Regions from separate parts of the Mus musculus genome. Here region 1 is linked to region 2. A link is a contact called in public HiChIP or PLAC-seq data. All regions are on one chromosome and are shown on one strand. The core of a region is the stretch at or near the end of the contact, and the rest is flanking DNA. Distances in the headings are between cores, read along the strand shown. Region 1 overlaps Pld1 (phospholipase D1). Region 2 overlaps Fndc3b (fibronectin type III domain containing 3B).

The links. HiChIP or PLAC-seq counts read pairs in DNA pulled down with a chosen protein or histone mark.
Region 1: a contact with region 2 is called in an H3K27ac HiChIP or PLAC-seq map of microglia, with 4 times the contacts expected there. The contact joins two enhancer-like sites. A contact is called at or near these places in 2 of 115 datasets of contacts at active chromatin or transcription factors (a beta-TC-6 cell line and microglia).

The regions. Positions count from the first base shown.
Region 1 is chr3:28,077,901-28,082,988 of GRCm38.p6, forward strand. It overlaps Pld1 (phospholipase D1), which reads left to right. Exons shown (of 27, transcript NM_001164056.1): 16 at 304-517. Among named protein-coding and RNA genes, the nearest start is that of Gm42196, 96 kb to the right of the region's middle. Within about 2 kb of position 2,386, at least 3 of the 459 cell types and tissues checked have an H3K27ac peak or open chromatin away from gene starts, as enhancers often do. A contact at or near this core is called in microglia, where this site is marked.
Region 2 is chr3:27,648,034-27,653,329 of GRCm38.p6, forward strand. All of the region lies in intron 1 of Fndc3b (fibronectin type III domain containing 3B), which reads right to left. Among named protein-coding and RNA genes, the nearest start is that of Fndc3b, 60 kb to the right of the region's middle. Within about 2 kb of position 2,343, at least 38 of the 459 cell types and tissues checked have an H3K27ac peak or open chromatin away from gene starts, as enhancers often do. A contact at or near this core is called in microglia, where this site is marked.

The DNA of each region.
Region 1 (5,088 bases), core at 1,136-3,635, 430 kb after region 2:
GGAGAGGGAGAGGGAGAGGGAGAGGGAGAGGGAGAGGGAGAGGGAGAGAGAGACTGTCTCATAAAACAAACAATGAAAACAAAAAGAAGCAAACAAAAGAATTTGGCCTGCTGAAGAAGGAGCCCCACCAGGGCTCATGTGGCTGAAGAACTCACCACCACCCTGTGGCTTCCCTGAGATTCTATGGAGAATCTGTTCTGGGGTCCCTACCATTTGTAAACTACCACTTAGCTCTAAATAAGTGAAAGCCTGTTGTAGTATACTTTATGCATGGTCTTTTTTTTTTTTTAATAACTTTCTCAGGCAGCATCAGTAGAGTCTATGGAATCCTTAAGCCTCAAGGATAAACATGAATTTCATAAAAAGGAGCCCATCTCAAAGATTGTTGATGAGACTGACATGAAGCTGAAAGGGATAGGAAAGTCCAGGAAATTCTCCAAATTTAGTCTCTATCGCCAGCTGCACCGTCACCACCTGCACAACGCGGACAGCATCAGCAGCATCGACAGCACCTCCAGTGAGTCCTGCCTTTGCTAGAACTTTCCTTGGCTGCACTGTGGGCCTTGTAGCCCTTGCCTATTTGCTTTACAAAGATCAGTGGTGGCATTCAGTGGACAATGTGCAATGACTGCCATGCATCCTGTGTGACATCATGGCACTGGGACACTGTGTTTTGAGACAGGGTCTCATGTAGCCCAGGCTGGTCTCAAACTCACTGTGTGATAGAGACTGATCTTGGGCTCTTGTTTCTCCCATGTTGGGATCACAGGCGTGCACCACCATGCCTGTTTTATAAGGTTCTGGGACTTAAACAGGTTCTGTGCATATAAGCAAGCACTCTACCTATTGGGCTCCATGCCCCCCTGTCTCCTTTGTCTCATTTTAAAAACATATTTATTATTAATACAATGTAATCATAGCCACTGTTGATACTTTTGATGGCTATAAAATGACTAGAGCTTTCTAAAATATGACAAGTTATAAAGAGAAAAGGAGCATTAGGTGTCCTTTATAAACCTTCATAGAATACATTTATTTATTTTTTCATCCAGAAATATATCAAGCTTGTATCAGCAGACATTAGATATTCTATATTGTATGAGTTTACATACCTTTACTTAAAGTGCTGTGGTTTTTCTATCACACTAGAACTTATGACTGAGTTTATAGACCTGCTTATTCTAAAAATGATTAAGTGTGCTTTCAAGTTTATAAAATTTGTTACATAGACATAGATATGTAAATATGTTTCTTTGTAAAACAAAAAAGAACTCTCAACTTTCTCCAGGTTATTTTAGCCACTGTAGAAGTCATCAGAATTTAATCCATGGGTTAAAGCCCCACTTGAAACTCTTTCACCCTTCCAGTGAGTCTGAGCAGGGGCTCACTAGGCACAGCACTGGTAAGTGACTGGCTAGTGTCAGAACCCCATGGGCTTCAGCTTTTGTTGCTTCCTTTGCTGCCCGACCACAGTGAGTGTGTGTTCGTGTTGTCTCTCTGGTCAGTCTTCTTGTCCCATATGTTAGGTTAGACCTGTTCCATGCAAGGGCACAGGTGCAAGCTCTGTACACCTGAGGATCTATTCCCCAGCAGTGAAGAGAGAGACAGCGACACACAGAACAGTCCCCTAGCACAAGGTCTATAATAGTCTCATAGCATGGACACTCACACACACATACACACACACACACACACACACACACACACACACACACCTCTGTTTGAGGCAGAAGGACTTCCTCTTGCTGACCTAGGGAAATGTTTTGAGGAGGGAGCCTGTCCTTGGATCTGATAGTACCTGGAGAGCTTAGGTGAGGACAGAAAGGTGTTACAGGTGAAGGAAATGAACCTCTCAAAGGCACGTGGGTGGAAAAGACCAACTTCTTACCTGTTACTAGGAAATGACCCTTGCAGCTAAGGCATGTGACTGGTGTTAAAAGGGTGCACTGAGGCAGAGTCCCAGACAAAGCAAGGAAAACGCAACTTCATTTGTTGGAAAAATGTTGATGGTTTTTGATTAGAACTAGAATGTTTTACATGGGGATGGTTAAAAAATGTTATATGATACCTTTTATGGGAAGAATCAGATTCCTAAAGAGTGAATTAATCAGGGCCTAAACTACGGAGGAGAGAATGAGGAAGGTTTTGGCAATCTCTTCCCCACCTCAGGATGGGGAATCACTACAGTAAGGCACCAGCAAGTGTGCAGATGGCCCAGCACTGCCTTGAACACCTGGGATACTTGACAGAGATAGCAGGGATAGCATCTCCTTTTCACAGAGCCCTTGACTGGGATGGCAAGGGATTTGCCCAGTGTGGTCCAGTTTCTCAGCATCCGCATGCTTAGCATCCACATGTCTAACTAGGCAGAAATGGAAACACCAACAACATCTTGTCCTTTGGCTCCACTCCAAGGCTACAATTCTGTTCTGCTAGATTAGGAAGTTGGAGCCCAGCTGAGAGGCCTGGATGAATTTCAGGCACCTGACCAATGAGGCTAGAACTTGAAGAGTAGTCCAAATGTTCTTCAGGAACCCAGTTATTGGCTTATTTTTAATTATATGTGTTTATTTTCCTGTGCTTATGTGTATATGTATAGACCATGGTGTCTGTGTGGAGGTCAGAGAACATCTTGCAGGAGCTGTTTTCTCTTTCTTCTATGAAAGGCCAAGAGATTGAACTTAGGTCTCTAGGCTTGGTGGCAAGCACATTTATCTACTGAGCTGTCACATGGACCCAGACCTAGCAATATTTAAAGGGCATAAGCTATATGTAATAAACTGAAGCTCAGAATAACTGGTAGTTTTATAAATCTAACAATATTGATACACAATTTAAAGTGGAAAATATTATATGGGAATATATTATATGTCTTAACAATTTAACATAAGGCTAATTCTTGATTGACTTATGAGTTTAGGAACAACTTGCACTATGTCTGTCTGTACCTGTGTGAGCCTCAAGGTTCTGAGGGCTGGAAGCTTCTGGGAAACTGAGGGGACCAAGGCAGGATATCTGTAGCTGTAAAGAAAAATTAAGAGCAGAACTGGAAAGTGTCTCTTCTGGTGTGTGTGGTTGATGATTTACAATTGAGGTTCAAAATGAGATAGAAGAATAAGGTTGCAGAAGTGTGAAAGAGGGGGTCTTTACTTTGACAATTGGTGGTGTGCACAAGGAGCAAGCGGGAAGGAGGCAGAAAGGTATCTGGCACATTAGGCCAAGCCCTGGTTGAGGGCGTGAGACCCACGTGATGATCTGAGGACACAGTGCTGATGGAAAGAGTCCTTGGCAGGCATTCACTGTCTCCTCCATTCATCGACTGGAGACAAGTTTAAAAGAAAAGGAGGAAGTAAACAGCAAAGATTCCAGACTCTGAGGATGATAAGGAAGTAGGGGGGTGGGGGTGGGGGAGAGACCCAAACGTGGGTCCCCTGAAATAACGGTATGTACTGCTAACCTCTGAGCCATCTCTCCAGCTTCCTTATGTACTTCATTGAATAAATACATGCTGAGCTCCTATGACATGCCAACCACTGCCCTAAGTACTGTGGATGAAATGAATGTAATAGATGAAATGCACTTAGCAAGCTGAGCAATAAGGCTACTTACACAGATAGATTGTTGCACATAAGTCAGCAGATAGTGATAAACTGTGTACACATTGAAGCCACATAGCAAACTTTCACAGAATGTCTTGCCATACAAAGGCCAATATGCAGAATACAGGTAAGACGACTGCAGAGTTTAATCAGAGAGACTACACTACATTTAATTCCTCTTTATGAGGTCAGTGACTATTGTAGGTTTTGTAACATGTCTTTTAATTCAGCAATCACTCAGCTATTCTCAAGGAATTTTTTCTTCTTTTCCAAATTATGTTGTAAGAAGGAGAACTCCAGGTTGACATTGCTTTGCTTGACAAAATGTTAAATACAAAATTTGATTCCTTTTCCATTTGGGAAGTCATCCACTGCTCTTTCCTTTGTATCAGATTTTGCATTGATCAGGGGGATAGACTGTAAGCTAAGACTTCTCAAGATTCTTGTCTGGGCTGCAGTGAGCAGGATGTGTAAGACTCTTCAAGGTCCATGGCAGATATCATGGCATGTATCTGCAATCTTAGCATTTGGTAGGCAGAGACAGAGGACTGTAACAAATTCAAGGTCAGTCTTTCTTACATAGTGAGTTTAAAGCCTGCTAGGGCAAATGACCCTTGTGTAAAAACAAAACAAGATAACAACAATGACCCTAAAGAACAAAAAATGTGTATTGTCTGCTAGGTGATAGTGAAAACAGTTTAAAATACTTACCACTTAGGACACTGGTAACACCATTGCTCAGCACTCTTGCTACAAGTGAAACCATCTTACCAGATCCCCAATAAGGCCTCAAACCCTCATCATACACCATTGCAAATCTACAAAGTTTGAAGACTGAATAGTTTCTAAAACACAACTCATTCAGGATGTGGGTTGGAACCACCCTTAAATATGAATATAGATCGAAAAGTAAGGTGTTGGGGATGTCGCTCAGAGAAATGCTTACCTCACATGCATGAGGCCCTGGGTTCAAGCCCTAACACTACACAATACTTGGAAGGTAGAGACTAAGAAAAGAGAGAGAAGTGGTTTCAGGATACTGTTTTATCATAGGGCACAGATTTGGCAAATACCAAAAGCATTTATTTTCACTTCTCAGCCCTTAGCATTCAGTGGGACAAACCCACGGAGGTCTACGAGAAGCCCTGGTCTCAGATGTGCTTCAGAAACTGGAATGTGCGAGGGTTTAGTGGGTAAAATACTGTCTATACCCCGTGTCTAGACCCTGTGTCATGTAGCATTTCCATCAGGCCTCTGCAACACAGGGAATGTCAGTGAGCTCTTTGTGTAGGTGTCGCATGAGTGGACCAGTGGAGCCAGGAATGTCAGAACAGCTCAGTTTCTGGTGACACATGCTCTATGAAGACCCCATTGAGTTTATAGAGTTGTGGAACTTAGGGGTTATGGTTAAGGGTTAATTTATGTGAACTGGGCTGGAAGACTCTATCTAGCCTTAGGGACAGGCTAAAATAGGCTAATCCCCAAAATG
Region 2 (5,296 bases), core at 1,093-3,592:
GCTGGCCATGCTATGCCAGTCGGAGTTAGCTCCTGAGCTGCTAGGCAAGAGTGGGGAAAGGGCATTTTAGAGATGAAAGGAGCGGATCCTCATGGCTATAATGAACTCCTTTGAAGAAACATAGTTTGCAATCATCTCAAACAGGTATGCCAGTCTCTCCATCTCTCTAGGCATTTGGTTTGGTACTTTTCTTCTTTCTTTGCCTGCCTTCCTCCAAGTGTAAAAAAGTATTTTGGCACTAGCCTATTCTCTGAAACATAAAAAAGCCAAATTCATGAAAACCCTGACTTGCAGGGAAGAACTGCTGATCCATCTCCAGAGGCCAGAGCAACTATCTACTAGGAAGAGCATCCTTCGCAAAAGCCAAGGCCCTAATCACTGCTGGGAGTTCTTACGTCTGTGAACCTGGCCTTCAAATTAGTAACAAAATGTCCTGATCCTTACTCAGTGGGCCAATGACCCAAATTTCCTTACATTATTTCAAGATGTGAGTTGGCAGTTCTGTACACGAATCAGTTTCAGATGACAAGAGAAAGAACAACAGGAGAGCACCACCCAGAGCAAAGCAAGGCCAGCAGAACTCAGGAGCTGGGCCAAGGCACATTAAGGGGGATGAACAGCTAGACAATCACAGCCAAGCAAAGGCTCAGGCCCCCTCACTCAGCTCCCCAACCCCCCGAGGGAGCAATGTGCTGACATGTAGGCCAGGGAGTAAGGGGACAACTAAGAATTCACATGTCTGATGTACATGGATGTGTGTATGCATGCCAAATGTATAGGTCCACATGTCATAAGTGCATGTATGCATGTGTAGGTGTATATGGGGCTATTGATAGAGTCACGGTTTCTTACTAAACTTTTGGCTTGCAAACTGTAGCTAGTCTCTCTAGCCAGTGTATCCCAGGCAGTTATCGTTCCTCTACCTCCCCATCCCATAAATGCACTTTCTAAACCCATGGAACACAGGGAACTAAAAGGAACTTGCAAGTAACCTCAAAGTTGGCGCTCCAAAGTCAATAACGTTAAGTTCCAGTCCACAAATTCCGTAGAGTATCTTTTCCATTAAAAACAGATTAACTAGGCATTATCAGACAAACTAAATACCATGAAAATGCATGCTTGTTCTGTAGTCTAAAGAAGAGATTGCTATGGGCTCACTAGAAAATTCACAGCTTGATTCAGACTTTGTGAAAGATTCCTTCTCTACTGAAAATACCAGTTGAAGCCAAGTGACATCATCGTACGTGCCTGCAATCCCAGCTGCTCAGGAGACCAAGGCAGGTGAACAGTCCACACAGGGGTTCAGCCTTTCAAAAACAAACAAGCAAAACAGTTTCTGATGGTGAGACTAGCACAGGGCAACTTTCTGAAAACTATGAATGTTAAGGTATACCAGAAAAATGTTGTAGCTACCTAACACTTAAGGCTTTTTCTAAGGATTCAGGGAACTGGAAGAAGTGTACATAGAGTCAAGTGACACTTGGAAACTGTGAAATCATCAGACGCTGGGGATAAGGGTTGTGCTGTTGGGGGTGGGGGTGTACTGATGGGGGAGAGCTGATGGAGTGGGGGAGGGCTGTGCTGCTGGGGTGGGGGAGGGCTGTGCTGTTGGAGTTGGGAGGGCTGTGCTGTTGGGGTGGGGGAGGGCTGTGCTGTTGAAGCTTGGAAGGATTGTGGTAGAGAAGTTAGGGAGGCTACTAAGAAATTACTAGGGGGTTAGAGAGGTGGCTCAGCGGTTAAGAGTACTGACTGCTCTTCCAAAGGTCCTGAGTTCAAATCCCGGCAGCCACATGGTGGCTCACAACCACCAGTAATGAGATCTGACACCCTCTTCTGGTGTGTCTGAAGACAACTACAGTGTACTGGCATATAATAATAAATAAATCTTTTAAAAAAAAAGAAATTGCTATACTGGGTATTTTCTTGAGATGACTGAGTTTTTACAAGGGATAGCAAGACTGGCTTCTAAATCACTTCTAAGAGAGAAACAAAACCTGATAAAGCTTAAGTTATGACAGGCGTTTGTGCAGCTGATTTGTGTGTTTACGTTGTATTTGTAGTAAAAATGAAAAAAGAAATCAAAATCTGACATAGAGTTATATGGCGGCGAGTAAAGAAAAGGATGCACACGAGAGCCTCCCGCTCGAGGTGATCACTACTTATACTGCTGTCAGTCACAAGGATTGACAGTTTCCTAAGAGCGCACTTCCTTCCTTCTCTTTATGAGCAAGCCTCAGAAAGAAGCGAGCCTGCAAACCAGCAAGACAGCGGCTGTAAGCAGTCCGCCATAGATGCTCTGTCAAACACCATCTGACACTCCATTTCCATCTTCCCTTTTCTACCTCATCCTGGTTTTCTGTTTGTTTCGTTTCTGGTTTTTGGTTTTTTGAGACAGGGTTTCTCTGTGTAGCTCTAGCTGTCCTGGAACGCACTCTGTAGACCAAGCTGGCTTCAAAGTCACAGAGATGTGCCTGCTTCTGCCTCCTGGGTGCTGAGGTTAAAGGCATGAGCCACCACCAGGCTCAAATACTGGTTTTGAAAAATAATTTCCTGTGACTCCCGATTCGGAACCTAGAAACTCAGAAGCTGCCAACATTGCTATCCGGCCTTTGCAGCAAAGCTAACCTGGGTTTGTTTGTTTGTTTGTTTGTTTATTGGATTTAGTTTTATATATGAGTGTTTTGCTTGAATGTACAACTGTGTACCACATGTATGCTTAGTGCTCGAGGAGGTCAGAAGACGACATCAGGTCCCCTGCAACTGGGTTTTGGATGGTTATGAGCCAACATGTGGTTGCTAGGAATCAAAATGGGATCTTCTGCAAGCACAGGTACTCTTAATCTCTGAGCCATCTCTCCAGTCCCCTAACCAGGGCTTTTAATAAAACAACTATGGAAATAACAACAGAATTCATAGAGGGAAGGTACTAAAACAACACGGAAACACATCAAAGTCTCCATTTAAAATCCTAAGATCTGCTCATGTGCACTCGCGCACACGCACACATGCACACACACACACACACACACACACACACACACTGTTGTCTTGCCCACTTCCTGCATCCTTTCCCAGGAGCACTGCACTGTATCATCACAGTGGCCACCGTGAGCCTGATGCAGGGTCACAGACATTAGACACAAAAGCCCAGGGGTGGTTAGGCGGATTTCCTTACACTAAATCGTTCCTGCACACTTTCTATGGACACGAGGAAGGGTACCTGGCACAGGTAAATCCTCCCCTTGGCTGTTTTAGAAACCAAATTAAATAGTTAGAGGGAAAGGATGTGAAGGAACAGAGGAGGAAGAGTAATGGTTAACTGAGTTTTTGCCGCGCTCCACTGTGAAAACAGCTCAAAAGGGCCAGCTTGGGGGGGGGGGGGGGAGGGTAGAAAGGAGGAGGGAGAATGGAGGGGGAAGGGACCAGATGGGGAGGCTGTCACAACACTCACTACTAGAAAATGAAAGTTTTAATCTGGAGTTTATCAGGAATTGACTCTAAAGTTGAACAATTAATTCTGTGTTTTATAAAGTAGCAGAATTAGAGAAGAGCCCTCACACTCCTTTCTGCTCTTAAGAGATTATGTTTTTAGCACCAATTCCCTGCCCTGCTTACTCACTACAGATTAAACTAAAGCTAGAATCAAACGGGAGCCTGTGACGCCTGAACTGTCTTACTGGTTCGGGAGTGGCTTCGGCCTCCTTATTAAAGGGAGGAAGAACTTCAGTCGAAGGATGAGAACCAAAACACACGGTTGTGCTGGCGGCTGCTGTGTTTTTATGCCAATGAAATCTAATTTTACAGCTGAGTTCTACCCTGTGCAGGAAAGACACTTGCCATGGCTTGCCACCTGAATGAAGGAAAGGGAGGTGATAATTGCTCATGCAGAAAACCCTCTTGAGACATGAGCAGTACCGAGAGGTATGTGCCCAGCTGGTTGGTTGAGGCACGAATAGTCTGGAATTTGCCTTCTTGTCTGATATGTATTCATTAGTGAAGTCAAATCACAGCCGTCTGGAAAAAAAAATCTTAAGCTTAAAAATATTCTGGCTTTTTGCATCCAATTAGAAGCATGGAAGCTCTGACAGAAATCCTGTGAAATAGAGTTCTTTCCATTAAAAATAAAACTATAGCAGAACAAAATGAATGGCAAGCCCCCCGAGAACTCCCATCCTGCTCTCGAGAGAAAGGGAAGGAAACTAACTCATTGGCTGTGCAGGCCTGTCATCGACACTCCACAGATCCATAGGTGTGGGCTGGGGACAGAACCTCGAGTGCTCATGGCCTAGCTCCACACCTGGACACCTGACAGGCCAGGACAGTGGTCACAGACACTTTTCTCCTTGTAACTTGGCTTTGAATATACTTTTAAGTGGCTTTCGTGAAGTCATTCACAGTACAGTCATGGCAGAACACCCAGAGTTACTTAGGGAAAGTACTATTTTCAGGAGAGGAAAAAAGTCCAAATATAAGTTCTCTATGAATATACAGAGGTTTCTTTCATAGCACGCCCCACAGACCAAACTTTTAGAGGAAAAAAAAAAAAAAAAGGAAAAAAGTTACATCACCGTATATACACAATCTCTAGACCCCAAATCCATATCTCAGCTCTGCAAATATTAACCGAGAGAGGAAAGGGGCTTATCTACGGAAAACGTTTACCAAGGGTTGGTTTGTTTAGTTCATTGTTTTTGAATGGTATTTAAGTAAGGCTGCTGACAGAACCAGACACTTTTACTGGAACACTTAGATTCCAGGGCCCTTCATACCACAGTACCTCTGACACCCCGCCTGGACATCCCAAGGATGGCAGCCTAGCATCACAAGAAAACATTCCAGAACGATGAGCCCTGCTCACTTGCAGCCGAGTCAGCTTAGCAGCATATTTTTGCTAAGGATGACTGTAACTGCAAACATGTATTTTCTATAAGTGAGATGTGGAATTTCGTGTATATTTCCTTCTACTCTTTCTCAAGGGACAATATAAGGAAAGTCAGAATCAGTCTGGGCCACCGTGAACGCCTGCTATGGTGGTCGAGTAGGAGTCAGAGACCCTGTGATCCCTTCCAGGCCCAGCGCACGCCCAGGCAGCCTGCAGGCACAGCATGCCTGGCACCCTGGAAGCACTTAGGCAGACCCTGCTGTATTTCAGGTGTCTGAATACTTCTGCACAGGCTCCCTGACTCTCAATCTCTCTGCCTACAGAATAAGTAATTGGTTCTTCAGCACATGACTTCTAGATCATGTCATACAACCAACCTGCATTTTTATATCTCTACTTAGAGATCTAGTATGA